2 separate regions of the Zea mays genome follow, and region 1 is linked to region 2. The links are chromatin contacts, called in public Hi-C maps. All regions are on one chromosome and are shown on one strand. The core of a region is the stretch at or near the end of the contact, and the rest is flanking DNA. Distances in the headings are between cores, read along the strand shown.

The links. A called contact is a pair of places that touch in the nucleus more often than the background predicts.
Region 1: a contact with region 2 is called in a Hi-C map of bundle sheath, with 2.2 times the contacts expected there. The contact joins the promoter of sbp21 here to the promoter of LOC100276438 in region 2. A contact is called at or near these places in 4 of 25 Hi-C or Micro-C datasets (bundle sheath, ear and tassel).

Annotation. Positions count from the first base shown.
Region 1 is chr10:141,789,013-141,795,483 of Zm-B73-REFERENCE-NAM-5.0, reverse strand. It overlaps sbp21 (SBP-transcription factor 21), which reads left to right and starts at 2,211. Exons shown (of 3, transcript NM_001318379.1): 1 at 2,211-2,744; 2 at 2,893-3,020; 3 at 4,270-5,045. The coding sequence starts at 2,320. The coding sequence ends at 4,916. It overlaps LOC100384191 (a long non-coding RNA gene), which reads left to right and starts at 6,295. Exons shown (of 1, transcript NR_151697.1): 1 at 6,295-6,471.
Region 2 is chr10:141,624,610-141,631,107 of Zm-B73-REFERENCE-NAM-5.0, reverse strand. LOC100276438 (Putative glucuronosyltransferase PGSIP7) reads right to left here and starts at 4,844. Exons shown (of 5, transcript NM_001150229.3): 1 at 4,341-4,844; 2 at 2,415-2,670; 3 at 1,849-2,050; 4 at 1,624-1,771; 5 at 1-642. The coding sequence starts at 4,606. The coding sequence ends at 105. It also overlaps LOC103642902.

The DNA of each region.
Region 1 (6,471 bases), core at 962-3,461, 170 kb before region 2:
ATGAGACGCATGATATCACACTCCACACAATGACAAAATTTCCGTGGAATCAGAATTATATAGTAGAGCAGTCAAGTCTCCAACAAATTACCTGCTTGGATCGCCACCGAGTCCGGAACCGCGCCCAGTCAGCATGCATCAGTGACCACGTGTCCCGTGAAGAGGGACACAAAACCTAGAACGAACAGCGCAGTTCCGAAGAACACCGAAGAAGTCGGCGCCTTCCCTCGGAGAGGTGGCGTCGCAGCCAGCCAGTCCGCCACCGGAGTAGTACGACCTGGCTTCCGCGTCAGGCTTCCTCCCCCATTGACGGTCCGCACCAGCTCGAGCGCCTAGAACCTCCGCTCCGCATGCAGCGCCCACCTTCCGTTCAGGGTCCGCCTGCTCTAGAGTCTAGATCGTGGAGGAGCAGAGACGTCCATTGCGACGGCCGACGGGAGGAGGCAGGCGTGTCCGCGTATGAACGGGACCGGGACCGGGGGTTTCCACTCTGCACAGTGCCACAGTGGAGTGTGACGATGACACGGACCGTACGTCGTAGGTGCGCTGAGTTACTAATTAATGGGCCGTCAATTGGTTGGTCCACATACTGATACCTAGATTAACGGGCCGGATAACGTGAGACGGTGAGAGACAGGCAGGCATCATCAGCTAGCTTGCACTCGGTCCATCTGTTTTCTGGGGAAGAAATAAGAAGAAAAGAAACGAGTTCCACGGTACTCGTCCCGCCTCGCAAGTTGGTTTGCCGTACGTCGCACTGCGACCGTACCATTACCGTTCACCCGAGGGACAGCATCACTGTTGCCGATCATGGATGGCACCCATGTGACTCGTGACCCTGCCACGCCACGGCTGTCGACCATGACAACCAACAGGACGGAGGGGGTCGAGTCGAGGTCGAGGCACTGCAAATTGCTAGCTGCGCCACCACGGCGGCCGGCCGGGCAAACCAACCGGCACATCGCTAGGGCAGGCAGGCAGGCTCACACTACCCCCACTCGACCATCCCAAACGACAGCGGCAATCATCCGGCCAGCGCACCCTTGTCACGGGGTGTCAGCGGGAATTGAAAACGAGCGCTGCACCTGCACCTGCACCTGCACCTGCACTGGCTGCATGCATGCATGCCGGCCCGGTTGGCAGTACGTACTAGTACAGCATACGAGCACGGCTTGCCAAGCACGTACACCGCTCGTACAGGCAGGCAGGCAGGGTACTGGCTGGCTAACAAAACAACCCGCCCGGCCCGACCTAAAGCCAGCGTCCGCACGGTACTGCGCAGAGCAGCCACGGAAGCCGCCAACTTACGGGTACCCGTACGTATCTCCCCCGACGCCCAACACGGAGATATTATTTCCCCCAAAGCCAAGACATACCCCCCATTCCCCAGCCAATCGGCCATGGCCCGCGCTGTAGCTGACACTGACGACTGGACCGGGGCCGTACGGTCCCCGCCGGCCGGCCGGCCGGCCTGCCTGCTGCGTACCCTCTCGGCCTGCCCCCGCACCGCACCGCACCAGGCTTTGCGGTCGCTGTGCGAGGCTGCACTTTGACAGGTGGGACACGGTGACTCAGGTCCCACTGGGCAGTGGGTGCGCTCGGCGGTGGATTTTGGTACGCGGTGCGCAAAGCCTTTTGTGGCGTCTGGTTCCGGATACGGGATCTTTCGAGCAAGTGGCAGAGCCGCCTGTTTTCTAACCCGTCACCCAGGCAGATCTTAGCCAATGACGTTCGGGACCCACCTGACGGAGACTCCACATGTCATCCGCGTCTCCCTATGGCCCGAGTCCCATTCGGGGTGAGGGACGGAGCGAGGCGTGTAGTCACTCACTCACACAGCGCGCAGCCTTTATAATGGGGCGTGGCAGTGATGCCACCGCACAGCGTCCCGCGGGTCCCGCCTCGGGCTGGATTGAACTCATCAATGACACCCCTCCATGTGCCCGCGGCCCACGGTCACGAGACTGGCTCGTGGCCCCACACCGCGCCAGCACGGCTCCTGCCGCTAGCCTGTCTCAGTGCCTGACGGGAGATCCCACGTGTCAGTACAGGTCCTTGTTCCCCACCCCGGGTCACCCCCACACTCGCCTCGCCTGCCTGGCTGAGCAGTGAGCATGGCTGCCTGCTCCTCCCCGGGAGGCTCGTCTCGCTGCCCGGTTGCTTTATATGGGGTGCCACGCCACGCCAGCGTGGGTAGCATACCGGCTGTACTTCCAGCAGCAGCATCATCAGCCGCCGCCGCCGCCGCCGCGCTTCCACTTTGTCTTGAGCCCTGCCCTCAACGACGACTCGCGGGCCGGCAGCACAGCACGTATAGCTATGGAAGGAAACGGTGGCGCGGGCGGCGGTAGCGGAAGCGCGGCACCGCCCTGGGATCTCGCCATGCACTGGGCACCCGCCGTAGTGTCGTCCTACCCGCCGCAGCCCTTGGAGCTGCAGCAGCAGGAGCTTACCTGCCTCAAGCTGGGGAAGCGGCCCGCCTGCTGCTGGGCAGGGGCGCCGGGCAACCAAGCGGCGCAGGTCCACGGCAATGGCGGCGCTGGTGGCGCAGCTGCTGAGGGTAAGAGGAAGGACAAGGCGCCTGCCGCGGCGGCCGTGACGAGGTGCCAGGTGGAGGGGTGCCACCTGTCGCTGGCGGACGCCAAGGAGTACCACCGGCGGCACAAGGTGTGCGAGGCGCACTCCAAGGCGCCCCGGGTCGTCGTCCTCGGCGCCGAGCAGCGCTTCTGCCAGCAGTGCAGCCGGTCTGTTCATATTTAATTTAACTCGACTATATACGTTACTCCATACATAGTCCGTGAGAGGTAAACCTTTGGATTGATGAGAATAACATGCATGCGCGGAACGTCGCGTTGTTGTGTGTTTTTTCTGGCTGCACATACGCGCGTGCAGGTTCCACGCGATCTCGGAGTTCGACGACGCGAAGCGGAGCTGCCGACGGCGTCTGGCCGGGCACAACGAGCGGCGGCGGAAGAGCAACGCCAGCGAGGCCATGGCAAGAGGCGTCGCGCACCCACACGGTACGTGTCCCTCCGTCCGTCCGTCCGTCCGTCCTTCAGTCAGTCCGTCGTGCCCGGCGTTCTCCGATCCGGATACTGTAACTGTGCAAGGGGGCGTTTGGTTCCCAGGCACACACACACACTACACTACTACGGTTGTGGCCTCGCTCGCCACACACAGCCTCTGGCCGACGTTTCGTTGATGAGTACAACGAGGCAGGCACAAGTGAAGAATCACAGCAAATTCTTCGTTGTTCTCCCCTACGATACAGTGGATTTTCACCGTCACAGCGAAAACCAAGCGTGGCTTTGTGTGCTGTGTCCAGGATGCGAAAATCAAGCTAGTCAGGGGCCAGCGCCCATGCGATGCACATTCACGGAATCACTGTATCGGTAGCTACAGGATAATAACAGGAGTGTAGTAGTTTAAAAGAGAGAGAGAGAGAGAGAGAGAGAGAGAGAGAGAGAGAGAGAGAGAGAGAGAGACTCGCTCGCAGGGGTAGTTGGTTTGATGCCGGGAAACATGGAGAGGTAGCTGCTGGCAAGGCACGAACAACGAAAGGCTAGTCCTCGGGATGTGCGACGTGCAAAGCCCGTTGTTAGGGCACGGATTTTCACGCGTGCCTTTATGTGCACACCTGCGGGCTGCGTCCTGCGTCCTGCATGCTTGCTGTGTGCTGGGGGTCTGGTGGGGTGGGGGTAGGCCGACCGTGCTATGATCACTTACACTTACACGGTAGGACGTCTCTCACAGTGGCAAAATTTCCGGTCACAGTAGAATGTGGGGAAAAATTCCTGTCCAAATGCAAGAGGACGTAAACATCCCATCCGATGCAAGAGAGCTATACTTATAGAATTCAGAAGAAACGGTTTAAAAAATAGAGTAGCTATTATATACGTAGTACATCATAGCCAGCTTGCTCATACGCGTAGGTCGGTACTCGGTAGGCCTACGTACCTCCATACCGCTCTCAGCGTAGCGTAGGAGCCGTACATACGAAGAGTCATGTCGCGTCTAGGTACGTCGGAACAAGGACGACCAAACTTAGCACAGCTAGCGTATCTACAGTGCACAGTACAGCTGCCGCCTGCGCGAACGAATCTATACTTCTGAGCGAGCGAGCGTACTCATACTTCAAAACTCGTTATACTTGATCAGCCATTAATTCAGCAGCCACACGAAAATTCTATACTGCAAAATTGATCGCATTGGGTTTGTATTTTTCTTCTTCGTCTTCTTCTTCTAACGACCAAACTGCATGTAATGCAGGAGTGACGGCTTTCGGCCACGGCGGCTTCCTGCCCTCGCGCGGCCTCGTCCCCGCAGGGTCGTCCCCGGCGGCGGCTGGTGCTCTCTCTCTTCTGTCATCGGCCAGAGGCAGCGTGGCGGGCGCCAGCGGGCCCTGGCTGGTCACGGCGGCGCGGGAGGACATCCCGGCGCGCTCCAGCGCGGCGCTCGACGACCTTATCGCCGAGAACCGCGCCGCCGCGCTCCTCGCGCGGCAGTACTTCGTCTCCGACCGCTCGCCGGCGCCCAGACGGGATTTCGTCGCCTCTTCGACGGCGGGTTGCTCCCTCCAGCAGCAGCAGCACCCGCCCGACCACGACCACACAGCCGGCTGGCACCCGCACCCCCACCCCTACAGTGGCGGTGGCGGTGGCAGCTGTGGTGGTCGGTACCAGTACCACCACGTGGCGCCGCCGAGCGCGTGGCACGCGACGACGCTGGACCTTATGCAGCCGACAGCAAGCACCACCGCCGCTCCCGCCACCGCCGGCGCAGCGTTGTGGCCAGCAGTGCCGGAGAGGGCGGGCGCGAGGTCGTCTCGCTCTCGCAGCGAGACCAAGGATGGCGACGCGTCGGGATGTAGCGGCTTGGACGCGTGGGCGCCCACTGGTGGAGCTCGTGTGCTGTGATCGCCACGCGATCGACGAGCGTGACGGCCATTATATATGTTGCGCCTGTAGTGGTCGATCGGGTGTTGCGTGGTGCCTGATGTCCCAAAAGGGATGTGTAATCCAATGTACTTCGGGATGTGCTTTTTTTTTGGTAATGAATCATGTTTTTCTCACCTTCGCTATGCGGTCTTCTGAATCGAAGGTCGATTCTATATTCTTTACTTTTTTTTTGGGGTGATAATGCCAGCACAAGCGATGAATGTTATCGTGTCCTCTGTCCCCTACTAGGCAATATTTTGTAGAGTGTAGTCAGCACAATAGGAACGAAAACGGATACCAGTTTTTTAATAAATATTTATAAAAGATAAACATCAAATTTATCATATATCTTCTCAAATGATAGATATAAAATTCAGATACCATTCGGATATGGATACAGATACTTATTCATCTTTTTTGTCCTACAGACCAAATAATGTAAAAACCAACTCACATAATTTTTTTATTATTATATATGTAATAATGTGCTTTATAACATAAAAAAATATTAACATAAAATTTTATACTTATCTATTTTAAAATATTAGATTTGTCCTAAGAGTTCGGGTATCCATTTTCATCCCTACAACACAAAATGGCAGGGGCCACAGTATTACCACCCCAAGCACCGTTTGATGAAAACCTACCAAACATGGACTGACCTACCACAGTAGCACTTCCAACGAACTGAAATGGAGTGCTCCGTCCGTGCATGATTATGTATACAAACGGATAACCTTAACCATGCACTAAAAACGGCTAACTTTTATAGGTGAAATTAATTTCCGTGGGCCGCTACTAGAGTTCTCTACGGAAATAAGTTAATTAGTTTAACGAGCCCACGGAAAATAAAGTAAGGCCCTGTTTGGGAGGGCTCTGGCTCCTCTAAAACTGGCTCCAACTGTTGCTCTTTTAAAGGAGCAGCTTCTCTGCTAGAGCCGATGTCTTTTATAAATCGTTTGGCAAAACAGCTCTTTACTGAACGCCAGTGAGAGGCTGCGCGTGGTGGGAGAGGCTGCACGTGGTGCCTGCGCACTGGGATGGGCGAGGAGCCGGTGCGAGAGAAGGTTTTTTGGGCTCTCCGGCTCTTAGGAGCTAAACTGGCTTCTGCTCTCTTTAAAGAGCCATTTCAGCAGACTCGTTTGGGAGAGCTTCGTCGTGGAGCCGGAGCTGGAGCCACGGGAGAGCCGTCCTAAACGGCCTCTAATTATCGTTGGGTAAAGTGAACAACACATGGAAACTGATCAAATTATGTCGGTCCATACACGAGCCCAGCTGTCTGTTGTCCTTAGGTTATTGCAGGCTACCTAGAAAAAATTTGGGCCCAAGTTTTGTTTTACAAGAGACATGTTGGGGGGAGGGGTGCATAGGTACCAACTATTCATTATAAGCTTGGAACACCATTTATCAATCATCCACCGGTCTGTTGTCCTTAGATGGTGGCTCCACAAAATTGCTTCAGCCCTAACCCCTAATCTTGGCTGTGAAATCCCTCAAAGCGAGCCTAACATTATAAAAACAACTATGTTTCTTC
Region 2 (6,498 bases), core at 3,595-6,094:
TTGTACATTTGAATTGGCCATCAGAATTTGACAATGTGAATGCAGATTAACTGTTCAAACTGAGCAACGAAAGTGATAAATCACATGTATCTGCCATGCCCACCTCAGTATAGCTTTGTGAACTCCGCATTCTGGCTAGGTTCTCCGAGCCTGAATGCATCCCTCTCAATCAGGACCTGCAAGGAGCTCATTGTCTTGACCAAAGATGCCCAGATCAAGGGCGCGCAGCAGAAAGCATACGCAAACACTGCCAAGGCCCTGACAAAACCATTTAGATACCAAGGGAAGGCCATCACCAGGAGTGCGCCTATGAATCCAAACCATGTTGTGAGGACGGTGATCGGGTGGAAGAGGAAAATGTTGATAACAATGGAAGAAAGAGCAAAAGAACCGAGCAAGTAGAGAGGCCAGCCAAGCAGTGGATGCACGGTCCTTGGGATGATGAAGAAGGGTATGGTGTAGGCAGCAAGTATGGACCAAGCAGCCACGACTCTGAGAACAGAGAGCAAGAACATAGTGTTTTTCTCCATTCTTCTGTTGTAGCACATCTTGTTCAAGGTAGGCCTCGCCAGTCGGGTCACTGCTATGACTCCAATGTACAGTACAGCCTGAATTAATACTACTGGTATCTCAGATGAATACCTGTTTTGCATAACATGAACATATTAGAACGAAACAAACGTTCTGCATTTCAAAAATTAAAAGTCAGCATCCTTCACCAGCATGATCCCCCCCACACACACACACACAAAAGTTGTATTAGAGCATCTACGTCAGATTGAACAAATGCCCCGCCCTTCCCTATAACCTGTCATATAGGGGAATGAGGTTAAAAAAATGCCCTATGTGTGCACCAAAATGAACACATTTGTGCAACGAGTGATCTCTTGACAAGGTAATTGTTTATTTTTATCATTAACTAGTACACGAAAACATCGTCCTGTGCAAGTTTAATGGGTCCCCGTGGGGAACGGGGATGGGGATTGCTTCCCCGTCCCTATCCCCGTTTACCCGTCAGGGGAAGAGTTTTCCCGTTTACATCCCCGCGGGGAAGAAATTTCTCTATCCCTATCCCCATGGAGCAATTTCCCGCGGGGAATCGGGTCCCCATTGTCATCTCTAGCCACGACGGAGGGAGAGGAAAGGAGAGAGGTGACACTGACCTATGGGTCCCATGTAAATGGAAGGGGATGGAGCTTCTCAATCTGCTGCAGGAGCTCTCCCCATAGTCTGAAATTGAGTTTTCTCAATCCCCTATAATAGCTTTGAAGGGAAAGGGGATCTGATGGACATGCTCTTTATACCCTTAGTTATGAGAATCCCCTACTTTGTGCAAGTTTATATTAGCAACGATAAAAAAGAAACATGACAGCTTCTTGCATTGTGTAACTTTATCCTGAAAGACAAAAAAAAGCATGATACTGCCCCCCTCCCCTCCCCCCCTCTAATGCATCTTTATTCCAAAGAAGATAGAGTGCATTTCCTTGTGACATATTACCAACCACGTCAGGATATAATAATGTGGACATCCTATCTGGTTCTGTAGGATGTCACTAAGGTTAGAATTTGAGCATGCAATATAAATAAGCATCACAAAAAGGAAAGTAAAAATAGAACACTCACCCTAGGTTTTCACGACGTTGTTCATGCCAAGAGAGCCCCAAAGGTAAAACTGGCCAAGACCACCAGTACCATGGCTTAAACCATGGAGCACTTGGAAATGTAATCACACTGTTCGGTCCACATGGAATACTCCAGCGAAGCTTCAGATCTGAAAGTCTAGTCTGTTAGTCTGGACCAACAGAATGTTTGACAATGTGGAATAACCATTCTGCTGCAAGCACTCACAATAGTAAGACGCATCCATCTGGTAGCCTAGAGGGAGGCGGTAAGTACCCTGAAGTTTTGTACCATTAGCTGGTGGATGGAACATTGGCTGATCAAGTAAGTCCGGGAAATAACTAGCAAGAAAGCCTTGGTCTGCACCATCTGGGTTTTCACGTCCAACCGATAGCTCATGTAGCATATTCTTAAAAACGTTCATTGAGGGCTGGAAACCAAAAAAAAAAGTGTAGCTGAGGACATCGAGTTGGAAGGTAAAAATGAAAATTACACCAAACATCTTAAGGCTAATAGATTTCAGGTAAAAAAATTGCAATGAACTCCTGAAGTACAGAAGTAGTGAGCAAAATTAAGTTTTCATTACTAAGCAAGGAATAACAAAGAATAAATTATCAAAAGGCAGTTAGATTTCCGCTATGCTGAAGTAATGGACATCAAAGAATGTTGCTAGTGCAATGTAGGTTCGTTTATAACCGTTTCAAAGACAGAAATACATATTTTCAGATCTGCAAGAATTGTTTTTTTTAACAGAAAATGGAATGCCTGGCTGCCTGCAATGTAAGCAGCTCTACCTGAAGCACAAAGAGACCTGTATGGAAGATACAGGGATTGATGAAGACAGCACAGAACTGACCACACTGAAATAACTCATCAGTATTTTGGAGGAAAATGTTGTCGGAGTCAAGCATAACAACTCGCTCATACGAAACCAAGCTCCATGCATACAGCTTGTTTAAGGTCAACTTGAATCGCATGTTGAAATTCTCTTGTCTCTCGTATGGATTTTTCAAATTCTCCACAGAGACCACCTTTACACCATCATCTTTCCTAAAGAAAGAGTTTTAATGCAAATATATTACTAACAGAGGCAAAAACTATAAGAAAGAACATGGTACTGAAGTAAACAAGTCTAATTTTGCAGGAAAAGAAAAACATTCCATCCCAAATGCATATTGCCGCTGTCAGTGCATGTTCAATGCTTAAAATAGGAGTATAAAATTGTAGCAACACCCCGCAAGAAAAAGCATCACATCAGAAAAGACAAAGGATGCTCCATGCAAGTTTTCAAAGAATAGCATCACAGGATAAATTGGCATGATGGTATCAATTTTCATACTGCTACTTCACAGAGGCAAATATTGATGTCTTTTACCTATTCTTTTGTTTCACTCTATACAACCATTATCGTCCATTCATGATTAGGAGCACTTCTTTAGTGCCCACAATAAAAGACAGTACTGCTATAGTGCTATTTCTTGATGCACACACCAAGTGTATAATAACCTTAACTTGTGCTCATGTTTTGTAATACAGAAAAGCAAAGTTTTATCCACTTGTTATCTGCAAAGTGCAACTAAGTTTATGTTCTTTGAAGTTTACGATTAAAAAATTTCTCAAAACAGCAACCCGTTGAAGATTTAATATTCCAACAAACAAAGAGGAACGTTGGACCACTAGGATACGAAAGAAGAAGACAAATTCGAGAAAAAAAACGAGCATCCACCCAAGCTATAAGTTGTTGGAAATAACTGGCAGTCATAAGTCATGGCGTAGAAAAATATTTAGCAAGGAAAAACAATGAAAGATAAACTCCAGTCGACATACACATGTGGCTGTTTGGACAATTCGATATATTTTACATACTAGTCCAACTGATATATTGTTATATTAATAGTCAGTCCCCATCAGCTAACTACATATTATAACGTGAGGCAGTGGAAATCAGCTGTTGAAATATCACGACTGTTCAGTAAACATCGTAGATAGGCCAAGCCAGTAGCCCATTGCAAACATCATTTTATATAATAACGCAGTTGCAATTGATGAAATCCAGTGACCTGGACTGGAAATTCACAGCTTATCAACAAATATCTCACAGGTGAATTCTGAGACACTCACCGAAACAAACTTTATGGCCTTACTACTAAAGTCAACATGAAAAGGACCTACGCACTCAAAGACTTGAATTCTGAGGCCATTTCCAAAGATGAAGCCGAGCACGAACACAGTTATCTCGCACTTTCCCCCAAAGTACAAGACGGGGTATCGGCGAGAGCAATTCAAATACAGCTGGAACACCTGATGTTCCTCATGTTTTAGGAAATTTGGCGAATACAATGAAACTTGAACTGAACCAGGAAGGAGACAATTTATAATCATGCAACATATCGCGTCGAAAAGGAACAAATGTGTAGTGTAGGGCACTAGAGCTAGACAACGAAGAGGACCAAAGTTCGGCGCCGGCGTAAACTTGATCCGACCGAACATGAAAATAACCGCGAAATTTGCTTCAATGAACTAATTAAGCAGGCAACAAGTCAAAACCCGAGCACTTCAAAACGCATCCCAATTTGATTGGAACGCAGCAAAGTCTGCATCAAACAACGGCACGGGCGTCCGTTATCAAACGCCCAGCGATCCAGTTAAGCGACACCAGGGAGCCGAGTGGCGCGCGCGCAAAGAGCCAAGGAGCAAGACGGGAGGAGGTGGGAGCTTACAGCGCCTGGACCCAGAGCGGTGGGACGTCGAGGGAGGCGATCACGACGCGGTCGGCGTCGGCGCTGAGCCGGCGCAGGGACTGCATCATGACGCGCGTGGCCACGTAGAACTCGTAGTCCCGTGGAGTGCCCATGTACATCATCGACGCGTACGCGTGCCGCCTCGGCGCTGACCCGACCACGACCTCACCCTCCGCCGCCGCCGCCGCCGCCGCCACCACCCACAGCGCGGCCACGAGCCACCACAGCCCCGCGGACCACCCCATCCCCACCACCAGGGAGGCAGGGACGGAACGAACCCCACTTCCCAGCAGCGCCCCGAGATCTGGCTACGAGCGTGGACCCCTGGGCCTTACCGCGCCGGCCCCGGAGCATCCGCAGGCGGCCGGAGATCGGTCGCCGGATCTGTGGAGCCGCCGGAGGTGTCGCACGCTCGCCGCCGCCGTGCCTCGGGAGCAGCGATTTTTTTTTTCTTTTCCTTACTCAATCTCCTTTTGACCTGTCTCGACTCTCGCTCGTATCAACGAGAATGGGAAAAGCTGGGAGCGGAGGTGGGAGGGAGCAGTGGAAGAAGACGCGAGACGAGGAACGCGGTGCTTCGACTTCGAGCGATCGGACGGACCTGGCTGCTGGCTGGCCAGCTGACCTAACCCGGTTGAGCAGCAACCAGCACACAGCAAGCTGAGCCTGAGCGTGAGCCGCGTCAGCGGTCAGCAGCTCACCACCTGCCTAGGACGGTAGTTGCGCTTGCGCACTTCCACTAATAATTGCGAGTCACGTGGAGCACCAGTTGAATTTGCGTAATCACGATGGGACTAATGATTAGGCGGCTGGGTTGGGCTTGTCACAGCGAATGCACAACCAGGCCGGCCTGGAAGAAGCGGCCTAAAGATGAATGCGTTGGCTGAGAGACTGGGCCAGGTTAAGCTCGGGCTTTGTGATCCGATTGGGCTTTTTTTCAGAACCAATTGGGTTCTGTGATCGGCGAGATCGTGACTATTTCACAACGTCAGTTTTTGGGTTCACAGGCCCATCCCAGGTCTAAGACCTAGTTTGTTTCAGCTTAAATCCAAATTCTGGGTTCTTTCTCCCAGATGTTTGTAGTGTTAAACTTCATGTCATCTGTTTTTATTGGGCACTTGATGGATGGCATCATCAAGGTTTAGGCAAACGTTTCCACGAGCACTGTCACCGTAGCCGTCTCCGTCGTTTCTTCATTCGACTAGCAGTACAGCATCGCTCTCTTTAGCACACAATACTGTATCTAGAAGTATAAAGGTTGTCAGGAACCTGCAATTTAGAGTTACATAAACGCACAAAATTTTTGAAAATAAACCTCACAACCAAACATGGTTCTCAGAATGTAAGTAGCCAACAGCTTGACTGTCGAAGCAAGTTTTACAGCAAAACAAGAGATCAAGAGGACCTCAGCACTGCACGGCGGCCAATTCCAAAGCCAACAAGACCGCGACCACCACGCCAGCCGCACGGCACCAGGAAGCACCGCAGCCGCACTTCCTCCACCAGCGACGCTGCACGGCCCCCCTTCCCGCCTCCACCGCGGCCTCTCGATCGATGTCGCGCATCAACTCCTCGCTTGTTCCCGCGGCCTCCCGCTTCTTGGTAACCGTATCCGCCGCCTCCCTCCTGCGTATTTCCGCGGTCTCGCACTCGGCGTCGTTGTCCTCGACTCCTCGGCGATGCCATCCAACGCCCCCTCCTTGTTGGCGCGGGCTTCCACGGCGTCGCGCTTGGCGTCCTCCTCCGTCGTCTCCTGGCAATGGTTCAGGTGCAGCGACTGCGCGCCGCGCCCAACGATCGTACGTGGCCGCGAGGACAGCAAAGCGTGCCTCGGCCTCGGCCAGGTGCTCCGGGAGCGCCCCGCCGTTGCACTCCGCCACGGAGGACAGGAGCGACCGGACGAAGTCGGTCTTCGCGTCGATCATCGCGCGGAGCCGCTCCTCCGTGTAGAGGCTCCGCTTCCTGGACGACAGCGCGTCGTCGAGGCAGGCGCATAGCTCGTCAAGCTTCCAGTCCACCACCGTGGTCGCAAGCAGTCCCTGCGTCGCCGCCGGCATGCCCAATGGCGCAGGCGCAGCCCACCGGTTTGTGGTCGCGTACTGGCGTTGTCGATGTTGGTGTTTCGCGGCGGTTTCCT